Regions from separate parts of the Triticum aestivum genome. Here region 1 is linked to region 2. A link is a contact called in public Hi-C data. All regions are on one chromosome and are shown on one strand. The core of a region is the stretch at or near the end of the contact, and the rest is flanking DNA. Distances in the headings are between cores, read along the strand shown.

Region 1 (6,424 bases), core at 2,241-4,740, 180 kb before region 2:
CGCCACTGATAGATTAGCCTGTAGCCCTGTAGCCCCTCTAAAATTTGGTATCTGACCATCACCAGCTATATGAAATCAGTCTTTCGGCCCCGCGCTTTTGCGTGTGTACGAAGGGTGGTTCCCCGTGTGGAAAGATGGCAATCAGCCGCTATAATATTCCTTTTGACAAGAGAAGTGCATCTGTTCATTTCATTTTCAGTCTCCTGCTATTAAATATTTCGTTCATTTCTCAGTCATCTTTTGGGCGAATGATTTTCACACTGGGTAGCCTGTAGAATGGAGGAGCAAAGCTCCATTGCTCGGCATGCCGGCCATCGAGCACCGGCCACTAGCAGTTGTTTCACGGTAGGCCCTCTTGTGCTGGATGGAAGTTTCTTTCAGCGCCGAAAAGGTGAGCGCCTGACCGTTGCGTTCGCTGCATGCTCAGTGCACACTGTCTGCACTGGGTAGTTGACTTATGTGCCTTGTTAATTGCTATAACAATACTGAAAGGAAATAAAGGCCCTAACAAGATGAGCGAGTTGCCGGGCATTTCCCTTCCCACTGATTTTCCTGACAAGGACATTTTGTGGGGAGGGCGTAGAAAACACACCACGCACTTCACACATCTGCTTTTGAATATGTTCGCATTCTCCAGAGGGAAAGCGTAAACATATAGAGTACTTGATGGCCGGGTCATCTATCCTTTGCGTTCCGATGCTGGCGTATCTTTGGTGAAACGGTCGTCTATTTTTTTTACGGTGAGGCAGTCGGCAGTCATGGATGGGTCTCATGGTTTTGGTCTAATTCTTTTTTTTTTTTTGCTTGAACGGTTGGAATTATTCACTGCTTGCTGGTAGCTACGCTTGTTGTTGTGCTGCTTGAATCTATTTGTTTTGAGTAGGGGGGTGGCAATTTCTTGAGACTAGCATGACAATTTCTTCGTAGAGAAGACAATTTTTTCACCCAAAACTGCCGAGAGTGTTCGTTGGGAGTTCCTTCCCATCAAACATTTGCCAGTTAGCGTTACCGTATACTCCCTCCGTCCGAAAAAGCTTACCCCAAGCTTGTTTCTTAAGTGGATGTATCTAGCACTATAGATACATCCATTTGAGGACAATCTTTTTCGGACGGAGGGAGTATTTTTTTACTCGGCCCGTTGCGGCAGATATATTATCATGGATGATAGCACTTGAGTGGTGCTGTGATGCGCTTGGTTGGTGTCTTTTTACTGGAGTGGTGTAGCTGTAGTTTTGTGATGAGTAGGAATCGGGGACCTTGTTCCTAGGCCAAGGACGCGTGCTCTACGGGCTCTTTTTGGCATGGCTGTCCGATCAAACAAAGAAAGGCGTGGGAATTTGCAGTCCTGGCTGCGAGGAAAGAGGCGCCCCCGCTTTTGTGGTGTTTTGTGCTGCCTTGCCTAGATGACCGGAGCGCACACACACACACACAACGTAGTAATAGTGCTACGTGGGTACTACAAATGGGAAGCACAGAGGAGACGTCGTTGTAGCGCGTCGCGGAGGAGAAGGGATATGCGTTTTCTTTTTGTTACGGCCAGCCATGGCGTCGCATCGCATTATCATCCTAATGGTGATGTGATGCGCCCATTGCTTTCCTTTTCATCCTAATGGTGATGTCATCGCATTATCCTTTATGTATGCTCATGATCGCACCGCCGGCAGCGCGTGCGCGCGCCTTCATCATCTCCCCCTCTCCAGCTTCTCTCACTCGAGCTCGATGCCATCTCAGTTCCCAAGGGAGGAGTGCTAATCACCGCCCTCGCCTCGCCAATGTCCAGGACAATGCTTTATCCACTTTTTAGAAAACAATAAAACATACTGACAGACACATGCATTGCCCGGGAGAAGCTTCTTCTTCTTACTCAGCTAAACAATGCCGCTGACAGTCGTCTTTCGTCTTCCAAGAATTCGAAACATGAATGGAAAAACACAGCCACAGGCACGGCAGCAGCTCACGAGCTCTCGAAGCGATACAGCCGCACGTAAATAAATGGGAGGGCAGAGCGGAACAAAATTGAAGTCGTAGGCGTCAGAGGTCAGAGAACACACGTTCAAACAAAAGAAATGAGGTGACCTGTGAGCCCCAGCCCAGCCCAGGTCGTCTCGTCGTAATTCACACAAGCTACCGCAGCTGAACTGCTCTGCCCCCGTTCAAACAAGAAACTCAAAAACAAAACAGCTTCATTTGATTATCTTTCTCTCGTCGTCTCTCAGCGAGCAGTGACAGCGCACGGCGCATCAGCAGAAGGTCAAATTTTGCGGGAGGAGGACAAGGTGACGATTTCCGACGGGGGAAAAGAGGAGGCGGTTTGCCGGCCGGAGCGGAGCGGCGGCCACGTCACCGGAACCTGCCCATGTCGGCCAGCTTCCGGGAGGTGTTGCGCCCGAAGGACGCCGCGCTGCTGGCCGACAGGTGCCGCCGGTGGCTCTCGCCCAGGGCCGACGGCTCCGGCTGCTGGCACCGCCGCCGAGGACCGCCCGTGCTGGGGCGGACCAGCGGGCTCAGGCACACCGCGAACCCCGAGATCCCGTCGCCGCTCGCGCCTGATCCGCCCGGCCTGCCGCGTCGCTGGGGGTGATGATGGTGCCTGGCCGGGGAGGGCGACGGGAACCACCAGCTGCTGCTCGTGCTGCCTCCTGGGGACTCCGGCTCCTCGTCCACCGGCCGCGGCAGAGATGAGGATGACGCGTCCGGCCTCCGCTTGCGCCGGGCTATGGCGGAGAGCCACGAGGTGGACCGCCGGGGCGAGTCCTTCTTGCTCTCGCTCTCCTCCTCCCGGCCGCCGCGCCGCCCGCCGCCGAAGAGGGTTGCCAGGAAGGACCGCCTCCGGTGGAAGGACTTCTTCCGCTCGCTCTCCCGGGGCTCGTCGTCGGCGGCGCGGGTGGCGGGGCCGACCTGCGGCGTGCTGAAGAAGAGGAGCTCGGGGCGGTGGCTGTGGCTGTGGCGGGACGACGTGTACGCGCAGGCGTCGGAGCGCCGGTGCTGCTGCGCCACCGGAGCGGCGGCGAAGGGCGACGCGCGCGCAGGCGAGCTGCCCCGGCTGCTGCTGCTGCTGCAGTCGGCGCCGCTGCTGGCCCCGGCCCCGGCCCGGTCGCGCTCGGCGGCGAGCACGAGGAGGCGGTCGCGGAGGCAGGGCGCGCAGACGCCCAGCGCGTTCGCGTACGGGTGGAGCTTGCACCTCATCGGCCCTCCCCTCCTCGCCGGATCACCAGGCGCGCATCTCCGGCGAGGGGCGGTTGGGCTCGCGGAGGCAGATCGCGGGCGGGGCACGAGGAGGATCCGCGGAGCGTGCGGTGGTTGGGTGGGTTCGGATTGCTGGAGCGTGCGCTGCAGCTTGGATTTTTGTCGCCTTGGTTGGCTCGCTCGCTCGAGAGGGAGAGGGAGGACGGGACTGGAGGAGTGGTTGGGCGATGCTGTAATGCCCGGACGGACGGATGGATTTATTTGGGACGGTGCGGTGCGGTACGGCCCCGGCCGCACCCTGGTCTACTCTATCTATTCCAAGGCACCGGTGCTGTTCCGTCTAGCGTTACGGAATCACCCTCCTCTCATCTCTCCGTTCGGTTTTATTCGTTGCAAGTGAAGTGAGTATAGATCCTCGTGTCTAGATCGGATGGTATTTAACCGTTAAAAACATTTCTGTACACGTCTACACTTGCATGTATCTCGTGTCTAGATCGGATGGTATTTAACCGGTGATTTTTCTATTAATTTTCTCGGTCGATTTAGGAATAGCAAAATCATTACGTGCTCAATAAATTGCGGATCTTATTTTTGTACGCCTTTTGTTCTAAAAGAACGTGCGTGAAAAAGGGAAACGAACCCTTTCACCAACCGGTCGTGAAAAGGAAACATAGCCTCTACTCTGCCGAAGGAAAGGGGAGGGGGTGGACTCCGCCAGTTCTCAAAATAACGAAGGTGAAAAAAGAAATGGATCCTCTACCCAGTCGACGACGCGGGGAGGGGGTTGACTCGATCGGTTCTAAAACAAACAAATGTGAAAAAGGAAACCGAAGGCGCCTGGGTGGGGGTAGGTGGACTCCACCCATTCTCAAAATAATTGTTGTGGAAAATGGAAAGAACGGTGAGACATCTACTTTGGATCTGCCAGACGTTCGAAGTTAAGGTGTCATAGCTCTCTTTCTTTTGTAGGCGGCAAACCAGTCATTTTTTGGAAAAACATCGAAAAGATCAAGGAGTTATTGATGGACATGAAAAACCGCCTATTTTACCCATCATTAAGTGTTGGCCGATATCGATTTCTCCCGAGGATCGTCACCCCATGGGACCCTCATTTCCGTATCCTACGTCGTGCTAATCAATTTTACTGCAACACCCCACACACGTCCGTAATGTAGCCAAGCCCACATGCTCAACTTGTCGTCAACCACCTTGAGAGATAAATCTGGGAGGGATTTCACACAATCAACCATAGTCTCATCAGGTTGTTTTTTTGGCGCGCGGGGGGGGGGGGGGGGGGGGTTCCTCAGACCTGATCATGGCGATAACATCGCTAGAGTGACACCATACCGCTCTGTTGTGCAGCGTGACACCAAAGTCGAACCCCTCCATGAGTGAGAGTGCATCTTATGTCCCTTTGTTGGGTTTTGATGATCAAACGACAAGGACATTGAAAGGATTAATAGTTTATAAAGTTTATTTCGAGAAATGCATCCCATTTGTGAGTGGAAAGATCAATATTGATCCCTAATTTTATATCTTTAAGTGGGTTTCTCCTTTGATATCTTAGTTTATACTTTATAGGTATTTTGGTGAATCCAAGAGTCACATTGAGTTTAGGGACAATCGTTACAGATTCTCAACCAGAATCCCCAAGAATTTTACTCTTGCCACTTAAGTGCTATGTGAAAGGGCATGTAGCCCCTATGTGTGTTGTGGTAATTAATGACACTCTCTATGGACTAATACTTTCACTCAGATATATTTGAAGGAATATTACATGGGTGGTGCCTTAAGGTTGATTGCCATAAAGAAGAAGATTTTCTCTAAGTTTTGGTATTGAATGGCAATTCCTATGGAGCATCAAGGTCGTTGTATCTTATATGAAGAAATGTTCCATAGTTATGCATGAAGCATGTTGGATTTATTTGGGAAGAGTGGAATCAAAAGCCTCTGGAAGAAGTCTTCATGGCATCCTCTTTGCTTACCCCATGCACACGGGGTCTAGGGGTCGTGCCCACGGTGTCCATGGAAATCTTTCTCGACACCCCTTGCACACGGGCTTCCTAACCCCCGTGCACACGGGGTCAGGGGTGTTAAACTCTCGGGATACCCCGTGTGCATGGGGTCTATGCCCCTTGGGCCACAGGGCCTAGGGTTTGACTCTCAGGGGTCTCTTGCCTAGTGAGGATACGACTTGGTCTTTGGATGTATCTAATGGAGTCATCAAGATTTATCTCAATGTCTAACCAAATATGTTCAAGGTGAAGTTCACCAGAGGATCTCAAAGGTTGACACATTTGGGCTTATAAGGATCAAGGTCTTGAGAGTATAATTAAAGAGAAGAATTCAAGCTATGGTACCAAGAGAAGATCATGATGAGCTAATGTGTTGGGTTTTGGTTGATCATGTCTTGAAACAAGAAACTAGAGTTGTGCCTCTCAAGAGTTTGTAATGGGGCATTTAGAAGAGCAAGTGATGAACAATATGATGTTCATGATGAAACTTGATATGGTCATGAAAGAGTCTTTGGTGATCTAGTCTTGAAGCAATGAAGTAAAATGAAGAGTTCATTATGGCTTTCAAGAAACCGATATGGAGCATGAAGAGATGTTGGTTGACCAAGATGAAGCTTGAAGATTGTATCTAGATTGTCAACACACAAGCGCAAACAATGTACCTTGTGGGATCAAGTGATCTAGTGGTATGATAAGTAATTGTGAATTGTGTTTTGTGTAGTAACCCATGCTATGTGTTTGCTATGTCTATGTGGGTTAGTTGTTTCTCAGGGGATTGCATCAAAAGAAAGATGTTGAGTAGGCTATGTGACGGTGACATCAAGTGGTGATGGTCATCGTTTTTGAGGTGTGCAAGTGCAAGATGAAAAGCCGGAGGTTATATGCTTTGAAGCTTGTGGTCCAAATTGTGATTATGTACATGTGAATATGTGCTTAAGTGAAGGCTTCCCTCGTTGCAATATGGGGAAGTAATTCAAATATCTTTCACCAAGTGTTTGTGGTCAAGAACAGGATTCCAACTGGAGGCAAGCATTAACGTCATCAATAAGCTCAAGTGGAATGTGCAAGGCAAAGATGTAACTTAGCTAGGTTTTCCTAGATTTTCCGGTCTCATGGTTCTTGGTGGGAGACCGGATTATAGGTTTGATAGTCGCACTATCAAGAGGGAGTTTCGGGCAAGTAGTTGGATCACGTCGCATGTAGAGAGCTCAAACCTTTGCATG
Region 2 (6,086 bases), core at 1,061-3,560:
ATTGGCAGGAGATATAGCAAGTATAATACAGTTTGGCTACAAAAGAAGATAGGAATGTGTCACTCCATAGGTAAATATCAACATGCACATCTTATGTATGTCAAGTGCACCCCATTGAAGCAATAGCAGTACCTTCTCAACATATAAGCGCACCATGTTTTCGATATCCTGGGCAATGCTTTCAGGCTGCCCCTCTGAAAAGAGATGACAACATGGTGAATGAAAATTCCTTGTGAACATTGCCTAGATCAGAAAATGTGAAAAAAAATAGACATTGGCATACCGGTAGCAACCTTAGTTAGACCCGGCAGATCAATCAATGTTAAGTTGACAACTGCAATAGCCAATTGAGTAGAATAAATGACTTATCAAGAAAATGTAGAAGTAATACCCCTCCGGAAAAAGATTAAGATCCAAGAAGATGCAAGAGCTGCATGAATGCTATTGTTTATAAACTAAGATCTCTATATAAACACCACCATGAAAAAGGAATGAAATCAGAGATACATGGCTACTGTTGTCAAACAGAGAAGTTACAGTGATATTCATATAAAATGGAACTGGAAATTTATATTTAGTAAATACCAGCAGCAATATTCTCCATCAATGTAGCACTAAGTTATGCACTTATGTCCAACGTATAATACCGTTTGGTGAGTATATGCTGAGATGAATAGGGACTGGAGATATTTGTTTTGATCTCCCCGTCAATCTATCAGTTTCATCTTCGATTTCCATGCGCACAAGAGCTGCAGAAAACAGACAAACAGCATGTACAGAATAAGCATCTGATCAACTTGAGTTGCCTCCCAGTAATGAAAATACTTCAGCTATTCCAAATTCATTTCAGGACATCATTTTTTTTCTGAAGGATGGATGTGTGTGATGTTTTTTGGATACATGTGGCCATATGCAAATCAGCCTGATCAAAAACACATAACACTTGAACTGGTAGCACCAGACGCAGGTTGGTCAAATAAAATCGTTTAAATCTGCCAGTCTCAGCATTAACACCTACTCATTGAATCACTGATGGAAAAGTCTTAAACACTTAGCAACACAGTCAAGTGCATAATGTAGTCTGAGCTATCCACATAGGGTGGAGACTAGAGAGAGTGACCATAGAACTTTACCTAAAAAACTCCCCATTGCACCTGACCCATCCTTGTGGAGTAGAAGATTACAACCATATCGATAAGCAATAGATAAAACCACACATTTTTTTATATAATAGCACTCCACAGCCAGTGCATCATCAAGTGCCCACAGCCTGAATATTATCACACATATGTAGCTTGTATTGAGCAATACAACTTCTGGTGCAGGTGCAGGTACATATAGATATATTATTCCACTGCACTTATTAATAGCACAGCAAATCACAGTAGACATTAAAAAATCAGGCATCCATTACTACTAGTAGTTACTTGAAGCATAACCCCTGAATAACCCCCTAATCAGGCATCCATTACGGGCACAGAGAGAGCTCACCGAAATCGGGCATTAAAAAATCAGGCATCCATTACTACTAGTGTTTACTTGAAGCATAACCCCTGAATAACCCCCTAATCAGGCATCCATTACGGGCACAGAGAGAGCTCACCGAAATCGGTGAACCGACGCCTTGGTGCATGCAGGAACTCGGCGTACTCCTGCTCCCCGACCTCCGTCTTGTGCAGCTGCAGAACCAGTGGCCTCCTCGTCACGATCCCTTCGAACCACAACGCACAACCGCGAAATTAAACAATCAAAACAAACGGCACAAAAGCTCGAATAGTCGGAGCTGGACGCGGGATTCGCTGCCATACCAGAGCCTCGAGGGAGGAAGTCACGCCCAACGATGCTCTCCAGCACGGACGACTTCCCCGAACTCTGCACGTACGAACGCAACCGGGCGCAGAAAAATCAAACCCAGGCGTCACGGTAATTAAGCCACGAAACGAAAACCCTAGGCGGGGCGAGCACAGGCGACCGAAGGTGGGAGTACCTGCCCTCCGACGACGGCCACGGAAGGCAGCGCCTCCCACAGGGCGGGGAGGGAGGCGGCGGCGCCGTCCCCGCCGTGGTCGCCGAGCACGGTGCAGGCGCGCTGGATGCGGTTCACGAGCACGATCACGTTCTCCATGGTCGCCATCTGCGCAGCCCCGGCAGTTGGAGTGGAAGGTTCTAGAAGGCGCGGGAAGGGGGAGGGGGAGAGATGGCGCTTCGCTGCTGCGCGAGAGGCCCTGCGGACGAAGGAAGCAGAGAGGCGTTGCTGTCGTGGAAATTGAGAATCGGCTTCGTCGGCCTGTATTTTAACTGCCGGTTTTGCTAAGGCTGGTCATAACGGGAGTAACTTATACTAGTGTCATATATATACGACACTAGTCTAAATTATTATCTTCATAATGTAAAGTAACATAGTACTCCCTCTGTAAACTAATATAAGAGCATTTAGATCACTAGTTTAGTATTCTAAACGCTCTTATATTAGTTTACGGAGGGAGTAGTAGTGTCATAGAAGACTTCATTAATTAGCTTGTAGACTTATCTTGTCTTGAAAAACGTTATGTTACAGTAACATATTATATTACCACTTCTCATTAACTACATGTCACATAAGCAAAAATTTCTCGAAGTGCGTTATGTTACTTGCTAAGTTACTCCCACTATGACTAGCCTAAAGTACATCTAGATGTGCCATAAGTATTGCACATCTAAATCATATGTCATTGATTTTACATTGAGATTCGTGTGAATATTTTCTTTCTCTTTTTTCTTTTTTCCTTTTTGCTTGATTCACTCACTTAGATGTGTAATAATTAGAGCATATCTAAATGTGCCCTAGACATACCCTTTAACTGCCAGTTTCACCCCTCACGATATTTCCAACTTTCCAAGTCGCCAAACGCAAAAGAAAGAGGAGTCCAAGTCGCGGCTTTGGTCACCAAAATTTTAAATTTGAGTAGTTTCTAAAACTGAATAGTTACTTTTTAAGCTTATAATTAACCTAAATAGTTTTATTAGTGCATGAAAGAAATGAACAGCAAATGCCTTTTTGCGAATGGAAAACTCTGCATGTGTCATGAGGAAGTAAGTTTTCTAGTAGTATACTTTTGGTAAATGATCTCGATTTGGCGCCAGTCTCCTCCCAATTGTCCCTACACGTGTCATTTTTCTCTCCCTCTCCACACACATGCCCCCCGTTGTGCCCCTATCTTCTTCTCATTCCCATTTGTGTCACATTATTCTTCTCCCGACATCACCCAATCTTCTTTCCCCAACACACGAATCCTCCACGGCCACGCAGATTCTGTCGTCAATGGTCACCCCACCTCCAGCGCAGGACCCCATCCCAACCACATCCTCCTGACCTGGCCTGCGTTTTTTTTCTTCTTCTCGTTTCTGCCTACGAGCCATAGTTGTCATGGGGGAAGCTGTGACCGGCACCACAATATGCTACGACTGGAAGATGGGGAAGCTGGGCCAGCACTCCGTGATGCTACGACGCGCAAATGGGATGTTGAGACCATGCCCCGATGATGTTGGGACCCTGCACTATGCCCAGCAGATGGATATGCTAGGATCCTGCACCCCACAATCCTATGATAGACAGGCGGGTATGGTGGGATCGCCACATGCGACGCTATGGCCATCAGTTGGATATGCTCAGACCGCGCCCCCGACAATATTGTAATCCGCAAGTGGCTAAGCTTGGACCACAACGTCCGCGTGCTACGACCACATCGGTTGTGTGCCACGACGGTGATGAGGGTAAGCCACCAAATGTTGAGTGGATGTCATCGTCACCACATGGACACATTCCACTACAGCAATGACTCCACAACAACCAAGCAAACTACGAAATAACACATCAAGCACGCTAGAAAAAGGCCACTACCAGACTCGAGCGGCGACCCAAACTCATATCGACACCATCATCGTTGCCGGAATAGACGTTGACGCCCTAAATCTCAACAAACCACACAGACAAGCCGCTGCCAACCACCGGTTTTCTAGTCGTAGCCGGCTTCAAGATGATGCCCCCAAGGAGGAGAAAGACGCGAATACACATCTATCACATGATTAAGAGAATACGAGGTTTCTCTTCAAAGCCAAGAATGTGGGGAGAGTGATGAGAACATCTCCATAACGGCGCTTCCAAGAAGACCACGCTACTCGTGGGCGCCGTCATCGATGGATCTGAAGGAGGTGGAAAGAGGATTTCTCCTTGAGATGCCTCGACCACCTTCTGCCCTACACCGGGACATCGCCCACCGCAAACCCTCTAACCACCGAACCATGCCTCAAGCCAACTCCAATTTTGTCCGCTGGGTCCCATGACCCGCCACGCCCATACATGCACCGCCCCGTGGCCGAAGCTGCCACCACCAAGTCCGAGACCGCCACCCGAGAAACTGCAACCAACCGCCAGCACAAACCAGATTTGGGCCAAGCCCAAGTGCATCATAACCAGGAACCACCGCCTAGGCCACGCCATAGACACCACGAAGCATAGGACCACCTCACCATCGGGCGGAGCAGTTACTAGGCGTTGCCGCACGTGGCTACGCTAAGCCCCCACATCGCCTCTCGTCCTAGCCTCCTCAACATTCGCCAGAGCAACACTCCAAGGGCAATCCCACGAACCAAGGTCGATCACCATGGCGAACAACTCCACCGAGAGGGGCGCGCCCAGAGCAACGCTCGCGTGAGAAACAAATCCAGTAACTGTCAACCGCCAGCGTCGACCCGCCAGTGGGCTTTGCCCAATGACATGTGTTGCTTGCGGCGACGATTAGGGTTTTCGCTCGAGATCGACGCGGGGTCTTCTTTTGTACCCCAATTTTGTCGATTGTTCAGTCACACTATTGTGGTTTAATGAGATTTTTGTCTGTGTAGACACAATAGTACAGTACCCAGGCTCAGTTCCCCGCAGAAAAAAAGAGAGAGGCTCAGTTTGGAGAATGAATCAGGCTACATATATGGTCTACGGAGCAAGATGTGTAAATTCCAAAATAAAGTAAATCAAGCATGCGTTAGCTCCCACGCAAGCGTGTAGTCGGTGTAACACTTATCATGCTTGGCAGCGAAGGTACAAGGGTAGTTTAGGAAGAAAACACGCTGATGACGGGGCAGGTGGACCGGTCGCTTCAAAAGCTCTTCAAACAGATTCGTGGGATGGTGACGTGGGTCTCCGACGCGCATATCTCGTCCACGGTTATGAGTTTTTTCCCCCTTTCAGCAACGGTTTCGGGTTTTATTCGTGGGATAGAAAAGGCCAGCCCATCTATCCAGCCCGGCCCACGCATCCATTGATGAAGCCCATATCCTTTTGGATGTTTCGTGAAGTTTTTTTTTTTGCCTAAGCCTGACAAAGATCGCCGGTACGCCCGCTTGCCGCCCTCGCGCCGCCTCCTCCTCCCCCGGTGCGATCCGACCCTTCTAGAAGCGCCGCGCGCGCGTCCCGTCCATCGGCGGCGCCGGCCATGGCGCTGGCGTTCGACGATTTCGGACGGCCCTTCATCATCCTGAGGGAGCAGGAGAGCAAGTCCCGCCTGCGGGGGCTCGACGCGCACAAGGCCAACGTCGCCGCCGGCAAGGCCGTCGCGCGCAGCCTCCGCACCTCCCTCGGCCCCAAGGGCATGGACAAGATTCTCCAGTCCCCCGACGGCGACGTCACCATCAGTAACTGTTCCACCGCACTCTCTCACTCCCCTCCCCGCTCTGCTTCCTGATCTTAGCCTCACCTGTTCTTTTTTCTTTGCGGGAAAACTTAAGGTTCTCGCATGCGATCTGGCCCTTGCATCGGTTTCTTCGAGGGCTAGGGATTTTGGTGTGTGCTACGCAGTATCTGTCCAGAGTTCTAGATGTCTGTAGGGCTGTTAGTTCCGTTGGAAATTACTTTGATTTTATTCCTATAATAAAATAAGGGAAGTTCGGGTTTCTGAATAATTACCTCCCTTATGATTTTTTAGCAAATGACGGAGCGACGATCCTGGAGCAAATGGATGTTGACAACCAGATTGCAAAGCTTATGGTGGAGCTTTCCCGTAGTCAAGACTATGAAATCGGGGATGGTACTACCGGGGTGGTGGTCCTGGCAG

What was found. A called contact is a pair of places that touch in the nucleus more often than the background predicts.
Region 1: a contact with region 2 is called in a Hi-C map of leaf, with 7 times the contacts expected there. The contact joins the promoter of LOC123051991 here to the promoter of LOC123051973 in region 2. A contact is called at or near these places in 3 of 5 Hi-C or Micro-C datasets (all in leaf) and 1 of 1 datasets of contacts at active chromatin or transcription factors (leaf).

Annotation. Positions count from the first base shown.
Region 1 is chr1A:378,699,447-378,705,870 of IWGSC CS RefSeq v2.1, reverse strand. It overlaps LOC123051991, which reads right to left and starts at 3,490. Exons shown (of 1, transcript XM_044475008.1): 1 at 1,963-3,490. The coding sequence starts at 3,186. The coding sequence ends at 2,341.
Region 2 is chr1A:378,516,657-378,522,742 of IWGSC CS RefSeq v2.1, reverse strand. It overlaps LOC123051973 (phragmoplastin DRP1E), which reads right to left and starts at 2,310. Exons shown (of 15, transcript XM_044474992.1): 1 at 1,988-2,310; 2 at 1,809-1,872; 3 at 1,604-1,711; 4 at 648-749; 5 at 284-334; 6 at 133-194; 7 at 1-36. The coding sequence starts at 2,134. It also overlaps the pseudogene LOC123134567.